Regions from separate parts of the Hordeum vulgare genome. Here regions 2 and 3 are each linked to region 1. The links are chromatin contacts, called in public Hi-C maps. All regions are on one chromosome and are shown on one strand. Each heading gives the region's core, a stretch centred on a gene start, on an enhancer-like site or on the middle of the called end of the contact. The rest is flanking DNA. Distances are from core to core; before and after follow the strand shown. Region 1 holds the start of LOC123396066 (protein ETHYLENE-INSENSITIVE 2). Region 2 has its middle 6.1 kb from the start of TRNAW-CCA. Region 3 holds the start of LOC123397704 (receptor like protein kinase S.2).

Region 1 (2,859 bases), core at 1-2,500:
GTCATCTTGTATGGCAATCCTAGTTTGGCCACGAGTTACAAAATTTGGAGGGACCTTCTACCCAAAGTGATACATGGGACTCAGTTTGAAGCATTTCGTGTCCAACAAAGATAAAAAAATATATTTGGAGGGTGTTTCATAGCACGATCCCCTGCCAATCAGTACTAGCCAACAAGCATCTCAAAAATCAATCCATACTTTCCTACTTGCAAACTAGGTCCTCATACGATCAAGCATCTGTTGCTCGAGTGGAAGCTTGCGTCGAACGTGTGGAAGTTGCTTGGCATCGAGGATATTATCAAAAAGGTGATCGGCGTCGACAAGACTAGTGAGGCTATACTAGAGCACTTTTGTGTACGATGGATCATGAGATTCATATATTAGGTATGCTCAAGTTGAGAGAAACAGTGACGTCCCATTTGTAGTATGAGCGCAGAAAATTGGCCCATGAAGAAGAAACCCAAAGTACATCCCAAATAAATTTCGCGATGAAAGGATTTGCGGCAAATTTCTTATCTCATGCAGTCCGAAACCAATGCGGATAGTGTTTGGTTCGGTGAAGACAAGATACGATTATGTGAAACTAAACATTGATGCTGGGTTGGATATGGATACACTCGAGGGACCGGTTGGCGTAGTGCTCGAGAAATCACAATGGGAAGTTCATTGATGTTGCAAACACAAAATTTGATATATGATTTGATTCTTTCACGATAGAGGCTATATCGGTTTGGCATCAATCTTACGCGTAGAGCGGGATGCAACAAGGCTGAGATCAACTCTTAACATGGAGGTGGTTGAAGCTTTAAAAAACTTCTTCAGTTGTTAGTGCTATTTTTGATGATTGCCATTTCATGACCTTGGATATGTAATCTATAATCATTGTATAACCAGGTAGCTCAGCTAGGATAGCTAAGTTGTCTCCTCCTGAATTATTGACGCATTTTGCCCCTAGGTGCGTTCATCCCAATACTTGTGAAGATGTTATAGTATTCTAACGCATGAATAAAGCAGGAGATGATTGTCAAAAGAACAACAACAGCAGCCACACGGGATCCCTCACATGGCACCAGCAGACACAGCCGAGCCACAGAGAATCCCCTCCAATCTCTCCCCCCATCTTCCCCGACCCCAAGAACCCATCTCCCATCAGTCCACCATCACTCTTCTTCCTTCCCCTTCTTCATCCATGCCCCTGCCCCTGCCCACCCCCTACTCCCTCTCCGCCCTCCCCACCCCGCCCCCCTTCCCTCTCATGCTCCTGCGTCTGCCCCCCTGCCTCCACTCCTCCTCGTCCTGCTCCGCTCCTCGCCTCCTCGTCGCCATTCCTCACGATCCCAGCCCGCGCTCCTAGGCAACCAAGCCCGCGACCCCCGATCCGATCCGCCCTCCCTGCTACGCAGATCGCTGGATGTGCTAGTCTAGTGCGAGTCGGGATCCTGCCTGCTCGCCGCCGTGTCTGGGTTCGTTGCTCGCGCGCTTCTTCTCGCTCCGCCCGCCATGGACGGCGTCCGGAGCTTAGCACAGTCCCTGGGGGCTGACGACGGCGGCCGGAGCAACCTTTTCCGCACCCTTGGCCCGGCGCTCTTCATCTCGATTGGATACATCGACCTCGGCAAGTGGGTCACCACCGTGGACGCCGGCTCTCGCTTCGGCTATGATCTCGTGCTGCTCGTGCTGCTCTTCAACTTCTCCGCCGTCCTCTGCCAGTACCTCTCCATATGCATCGGCATGGTCACTACCCAGAATCTTGCCCAGGTAGCTACCACTCTCCTCACTTCCTTCTTCGTCTCGCTTTGCAAAGTTATTCAAACAGCTCTAGCAAGTTGCCATGGATGACCTAGATACGACTGACAGTCAAAGATACAATAGCTCCCATCTAATCAAAGTTCCTTTTGTTTTTTTAAGACAAAAGGTTCCATTTTCACTACCCGGCCATTCGAAGACACCAAGTTTCTTTACAAACTGAAAGATAAAGCTGGGGTTACCAGTGTATACATGAATAATCAGTGCCCCCCAAACCAGAGAAACACTATCCAGAACTGCATCTAGGCAGCAAACTTGAGCAAAATCACGCCCCCAAAGCCAAAAGGCATTACCCCACAGCTGCACGCAGGCAGCAACCAGCAATCATTTCCCCCCAAAGTTCCTTTTTTTTTTGTTCCCTTTTACCTTTAGAGAATTCAGTTCTTTCTAAATGTTGCCCTTTATTGTTCTGTATCATTCAGCTATACTCATCATAATCGTATTTGATTTTCTTTCTGCGGTACTTTTACATGAACATGAAGATATGCGTTCAGGAGTACAGTCAGCCAATATGCGTCGGCCTTGGTGTTCAGGCATTACTGTCCTTGTTAACTGCAGAGATTACCATGGTATGTCTAGGCACTTTACGCAAATCTATGTTCTGTCACTGCTTCATTCCGGAAATTTTGTTTGCCTGTGTGAGTTGTAGATTCAGATTCATAATCAGAGCATGCGATGTGACAGCTTCCCAGCTTCTGAAATTTTGATGGTCTGAAGGTGATGTTTGGTAATTTCAGATTTCAGGCATTGCAATGGGGTTCAACCTTGTATTCGAATATGATGACCTTGTCACAGGCATATGGTTCGCAAGTTTTGCAGTCAATCTACTACCATATGCGATTTCCCATCTGGTAATTTTAATAAAAACTTTATCTCATACAAGGAACCTTCTCAAATTCTTACGTGCACTTGGCTTCTGCTTCGCCCATTACAGGACAAGAAGATGGCTGGAATATTCAATGCCTGCATAGCAGGTCTCGCACTTGTTTGTTTCGTGCTTGGTTTATTGGTCAGTCAACCAAGAGTTCCTCTCGATATGGATGTGATGTTCCC
Region 2 (2,795 bases), core at 276-2,775, 590 kb before region 1:
ATCGTATCTCCTCGGGAACTAGTTCATGCATTGAGTGTGTTTTGACAATGCCGAGGTGTAGCTCGATAGAGAACATGCCGAATTGTGTGTCGGAAAAGATTTCCCAAAGGAAACTACCATGCTGAACACCTCGAACAAGAGGATGTCTCGCCCCCTGAAAGGAAAAAACATAAAAGTAGGTTAAAGGTGCCATAAGACCGAAAAACCAAAAAACCTTAACAAAAACTTCACGTCTGAACTAAATCAAGTTTCTTAGTGCCCATCTGAAAATTGGTTTGTGCTACCGTCGTGTTTTGACATGACACATCCGATCTCAAGATTTCAACTGGGTCATCCTTGGGCTTCAACCTTCATATCCCAAAGGCAAAGTGTTTCTCCAAGGTCAGTTTAGCGAACTAAACTCGAGCGACTTTAGAAAGGGCCCAGGCTATCTGGCTATTGACTACATACTCAAGTCGGGAAAGGAGGAGTAGAAAAAGACTTTGCAACGACCAAGAAGAAAACACTTATGATAAAATGGCTCATATAAATTTAAGAGCCTACGGTTAACATGGGTAAAGGAAGTGATTTTAAAAAACAATGCTCTTATTAAGTTCTAACAAACAACTTTTTTCTTTAACGGAAATATAATGCTTGGTTGAACCACACAGAAATTACAAAATTAAAAAAAGGTTGAGCATGAAAGCTACTTAGTTGGTTAATGTGCTCGGTGTGACGTGGACCGAGCTTGTTGCAGGTCAAGGTCCTACTCCCCAAGCCACTCCCGAGGTGCCCGAACGAAGAGCTCGGCTTGCTGAAGCGGCAACGTAGCACGGTCGATGTGGCGAGGCGAAGCCCCCGGTCCAGCTAACATGACGAAGGTGGTCGCCTGGTGACACCGAAGACCTCGAAGCAGGTTCATGAAGAGATGCGGAAGCCCCCGGTCTAGTCGAGGTGGCGGAGTAGATCGGTAAGGTGGCGCTAGAGCCCCCATGCGAGTCGACATGTCGAAGTAGGTCGGCGTGGTGGATGTCAATTTGAATAAGCACGGTGCGGCTTGATGAAGCAACGACACGCCCAACCCGTGAAACCAAAATTAGAACATGTCAAACAAAAAATAAGAAAGGAACAAAATAAACAAAAGTGAAGTAAAAAATGGAAAATGAGACAATAACATTTTTTGGAATGGAAACATTTTTAACGGGAAAAATCTGAAACAGTTTGTTAAAAATTTCGGAACATTTTTCTAAAATTCCGAAATATTTTTCAATTTTATCATATTCCGGGACATTATTTCAAATTCTGAAACATTTTTTAAAAATCCCGAACATTTTTGAAACATAAACACAAAAAAAGAAACAAAAACAAAAAAAGAAAAAACGGTCCAGGGAATCTTCTAGAAAGTTCCCAAAACCGGAAAAACCGACAAAGAAACTCGAGAAGGTTCCCAAAATCGAAATCGCTGCAACATGTCAATGGGCCGGTCCACTATGTCGCGCGATCATTAGGTCTATGCAAAAGGTCGACAATTTGAGATAGTGCGTCCAATAGGATATTCCCAACGTTTAAGCAGCGAAATGCTATTCGTCGCATTCTGTAGCACGTAGTCTAAGGCTAGGCACATCCCCGAGACCATATTTGCGTTGGCCCAGTACACTTAGCCACCAGTTTTGAAAACATTCTACGAGGTTCCCTGAACGTTTCTTTTTTGCAAACTTATTTTATCCTTTTCAAAATAGGTTCATGTTTGAAAATTGTTTTTTTATTTGAAAAATGATTTTTCTTTTGAAAATAATGTTCTAAATTTCAAATAGTTGCTTCTTTTAAAACACATTCATAACTTCAGAAAATGTTCGGAATTTTTCAAAAATGTTTCGGCTGACCCGTTAACACTTTTACCGATCCCGGATTTGGGAACCTTCTAGAGGTTTTCAGCCGTTTTTTTCGGTTTTGGTAACTTTTTAGAAGATTTCCTGAACCAGTTTTTCTTTTTTTGTTTGTTTTCTTTTTTGTTTCTTTGTTTTGTTTCTATTTTGAAAATATTCTAGATTTTAAAAAATGTTCCAGAATTTGAAAAAATGTTTCGGAATTTGAAAAATAGTTTGGAATATGAAAAAATGTTTCTGAATTTAAAAAAATGTTCTGGAATTTGAAAAAATGTTCCGGAATTTGAAAAAATGTTACGTAGTTTGAAAAAAATTTCCGGAATTTGAAAAAATGCTCTTGTTTTATAATTTTATTTAAAACTACAAAAATGTTCTGGAATTGCCATTTTTTCCATTTTAGTAAATTTGCTCATGTATCTAAAAAATATTTCGAATTTATAAATTTGTTCACATATCTAAAAAATGTTAATATTTCCAACTTTGTTCACAAATTCAGAAAAAGTTCACGTGTTTTTTTTCGTAAATTTTAAAATATTTTGTTATTTCCATATATGACCCTATTTCCCAAATTTGTTCACATATTCTGAAAATGCTATAGTTTTTATATTTTTCTCACAAATTTATAAAATGTTCCATATTTGCAAAATTAGTTTGTAAATTTTAAAAAAATAGAGTTTTGTAAAAATAATTGCAAAATTTGGGCATGACATTTACTAAAAAGTGAACATATGGAGCGCTTGAAATTTGCTAGAACGGAAATGAATCAACATTCCGGCAAAACATGGTCCACTTGAATATAGCAACAATGAACAAGTACAAAAGATGGGGTAAAACACATAATATTATGAACAACCTCTCATGCCTAACCATATTGCAAAATTCCCCCCAAACATTCTTACATGCCCTAGGTCAGCAACCACCCCATCTTCA
Region 3 (2,996 bases), core at 141-2,640, 840 kb after region 1:
ATGAACCGGCCCATGTCGAACATGGCGCGCGCGCCTTCCGGCAGCTTGCGGTCACCGGCTTTGAGCAGCTTTCCCTCGTCGGACAGCCGGCGTACCCAATCCAGCATGAAGATTTGGTCGTCTGGGTAGGCCAGATCGACCGCCCGACGTCCGGTGGCCACCTCCAATAGCACAATCCCGAAGCTGAAAACGTCGGACTTGGCCGTGGCCCCGCCCCTGCGCTGGAAACTCTCCGGAGGGAGGTACCCGATGGTGCCGCCGATCCTGCTCGTGTCGATCAGCCGGAACTGGTAGTTGGCTGAGGAAGAAAAGGACGACGTCGACCGAACGGATGGCGGCGACGGCAGCAGCTCGAGCTTTTTCGTGGGCGGCGCGTCCTCCACGGTGTGCTCAAGCCAGCGGGCGAGGCCGAAGTCGCCAAGCCGAGCGTTGTACTCGGAATCAAGCATGACGTTGCTGGTCTTGACGTCCCGGTGGATGATCTGCGTGTCGAGCTGCTCGTGCAGGTAGAGCAGCGCGGCGGCGAGGCCGGCCACGATGCGGCGCCGCCGGTCCCAGCCGAGCGCGGGCGCAGCCGAGGCCGGCGCGAAGAGGAGGCGGTCGAGGCTGCGGTTGGGCATGTAGTCGTACACGAGAAGCAGCTCCTCCTCGTCCCGGACGCACCACCCGCGGAGGCGCACGAGGTTGCGGTGCCGCAGCCGGGCAACCGCGGCCAGCTCCGCCAGGAACGACTTCTCGAAGCGGTCGACGCCGACGCTGGCCACGCACTTGACGGCCACCGTGGTGCCATCGCTTGGCAGCATGGCGCGGTACACCCGGCCGAAACCGCCGCTGCCGAGGACCTCTTGGTCACTGAAGCCGCTGGTCCCGATGTAGAGCTCGGAGTAGCTGAACACCCTGGGCCCCGTCGCGCCTCTGATCTTCCTCGCGCCGACCTCGTACACGCCGTCCATGTCCTCGAAGCTCATCTTCGCGGACCGGGAGTCGTGGCAGCCGCAGCGGAGGCAGGAGAGCGCGCGGCCGACCTTGTCGCGGACGTACGAGCTCAGCTTCTCCCCGGGGCGCCGCCGGGCATCGTCGTCGTCGTGGTCGTCAGCCGAGGCCGCGAGGACCTCGTCCCCGTCCATGGGCAGCACGAAGCACAGCCGGCGGAGCGACATGGACGCGTTGGGCGGGAGATGGTACGTGCGTGTCAGGGGGATGTCAGCCGGGCATAATTAATGGTGCCCGCGAGCGTGCGGCGTTTAAAGTTGCCGGTGGAGGTCTTGATCAGTGGGGAATGGAATGGCGAGTGCGCGCGCGCGCGTGGCCACGGAGCGGTGGGGGGCAGGTGGGATAGGATAGGAAAGGTGACACAAGATGACAAGAGGACTTTGGTTTAGGCGCGGCGATAGGTTTAGTGTGGCGTGCGACGGCTAAGCATAAGGAGTTGGCCTAGGTAGCTCGGGTGGTGGCATGCAGCTCATTCATGGTGGGTGGCTCACTCGGTTGACTTGGATGGCAGGTGGGGGGTGCTCGTTGAAAGGGAGAGGCCGCGCGATCGGAGAATGGTTTTCCGGCCACGTATTTTCACATGGGTTTTGGTGGTGCCGGCCGGTGAGGTCACGGGCCGGCCGGGTGGAACACGACGACACACTTCTCCTACCGTCTCCTGTGGTATGATTGTGTCAAGCCGGTGCTCGCTAGGGGTTTGTTTCAACGCTAGCCATTATTTACGATGTCTCCTATGGTACAATAAGCCGGTTCTAGCAATGCGTTTCAACGTTTGTCATTATTTAATTATTAGAGGTTTTTTTCGTCAAGGCGTGGAAATCGCTCAAATTTACATTCCAGCAACATTGTTAAGGAAATCGTTAACTCGTAGCTGCTCGGTTAGCTGGCGTGTAGGTGATTAATAATCTTAAAGAATTAATCGGACGAACTATAAGTTTATTGGCTACTCGGTGACCCTATAAATAGAGATTAATCGACAAGTTAACTGATTAATCGGATGAATTCTTTAACAGGGTCCAACGGTGAGACAAGCCCTAGTCATTGAGCAAAAATTTCATCTGCTTCCATGTTTTTCGGGGAGCTCCTAATTAGCGTTGCAAGTGTCAATTTCCCTAGCTGACGCCCACGCACCATCACCCCGTCGGCTAGACCATATAAGCGAGCGCTTGGTGGGTTTGCTCCATCGATCACCGGTGGGGGGCTCACTTCAGTCAGTTGTTGATTAAATATGAAAGAAAATGAAAAACTCGTAATTAACAAAAAGAATTGTGAATTTAAAATTTTCACAGATTTTAAAAAAGATCATGATTTTTTTTAAAGTTCACCTAATTTGAAAATTTTCATTGAATTTGAAAAACGTTCATCGAATAGGAAAACAATTCAACAAATTTGAAAAAAAAAATTTACCGAATTAGAAAAAGTTCATCAAAGTTGAAAAAAACCATTGATTTTGAAAAAAGTTTGTCCAGTCTTAAAAAAGTTAATCAAACTTGAAAAGGAATTAACCGATTTTGGAAAAGGTTCACAAAATTTTAAAATAGTTCATCAAATTTGGAAAGAGTTCATTGATTTAAAAGAAAAGCCCGTTGGTTTTAAAACACTCATTTTTTTTAAAAGCCAAAATAAAAAGCTTCATGGATTTTATTAAAAGGCACATTAAAGAAAACAAAAAGGAATGATAGAAAAGAAGAAGCAAAAAAACCAAACTGACATACACAATAAAATGTTGGGCTGTAATATAATTACACAAATCGGGTCATGGCCGGATGGTTAGAGCCAAGTGCTCACAACGAAGTGGTTCCACATCGTCATATTTTAGAAAAAGGTTCATTTATTTTCAGAAAAAAATTCTTCAATCTTGAAAAAATTTCGTTGAAATTTAAAAAAGTTTATCCATATTTAAAAAAAATGTAGATTTTTTAGAAAAAAATCCTCAACGGACGATTGAATGGATCAATCTATTTACGAACGTCACAGACGTCAGTTAACAAAAATACACGTAT

Evidence for each region. Hi-C and Micro-C count contacts between places; a contact is called where the count stands out from the background.
Region 2: a contact with region 1 is called in a Hi-C map of leaf, with 3 times the contacts expected there. The contact joins the enhancer-like site here to the promoter of LOC123396066 in region 1. A contact is called at or near these places in 4 of 6 Hi-C or Micro-C datasets (leaf and seedling) and 1 of 1 datasets of contacts at active chromatin or transcription factors (embryo).
Region 3: a contact with region 1 is called in a Hi-C map of leaf, with 2.9 times the contacts expected there. The contact joins the promoter of LOC123397704 here to the promoter of LOC123396066 in region 1. A contact is called at or near these places in 2 of 6 Hi-C or Micro-C datasets (leaf and seedling).

The regions. Positions count from the first base shown.
Region 1 is chr5H:349,099,011-349,101,869 of MorexV3_pseudomolecules_assembly, forward strand. LOC123396066 (protein ETHYLENE-INSENSITIVE 2) reads left to right here and starts at 1,251. Exons shown (of 7, transcript XM_045091097.1): 1 at 1,251-1,758; 2 at 2,289-2,375; 3 at 2,544-2,657; 4 at 2,741-2,859. The coding sequence starts at 1,501.
Region 2 is chr5H:348,506,961-348,509,755 of MorexV3_pseudomolecules_assembly, forward strand. No RefSeq gene overlaps it. Among protein-coding and RNA genes, the nearest start is that of TRNAW-CCA, 6.1 kb to the right of the region's middle. Within about 2 kb of position 1,526, at least 2 of the 3 cell types and tissues checked have open chromatin away from gene starts, as enhancers often do. A contact at or near this core is called in leaf, where this site is marked.
Region 3 is chr5H:349,940,663-349,943,658 of MorexV3_pseudomolecules_assembly, forward strand. It overlaps LOC123397704 (receptor like protein kinase S.2), which reads right to left and starts at 1,391. Exons shown (of 1, transcript XM_045092240.1): 1 at 1-1,391. The coding sequence starts at 1,160.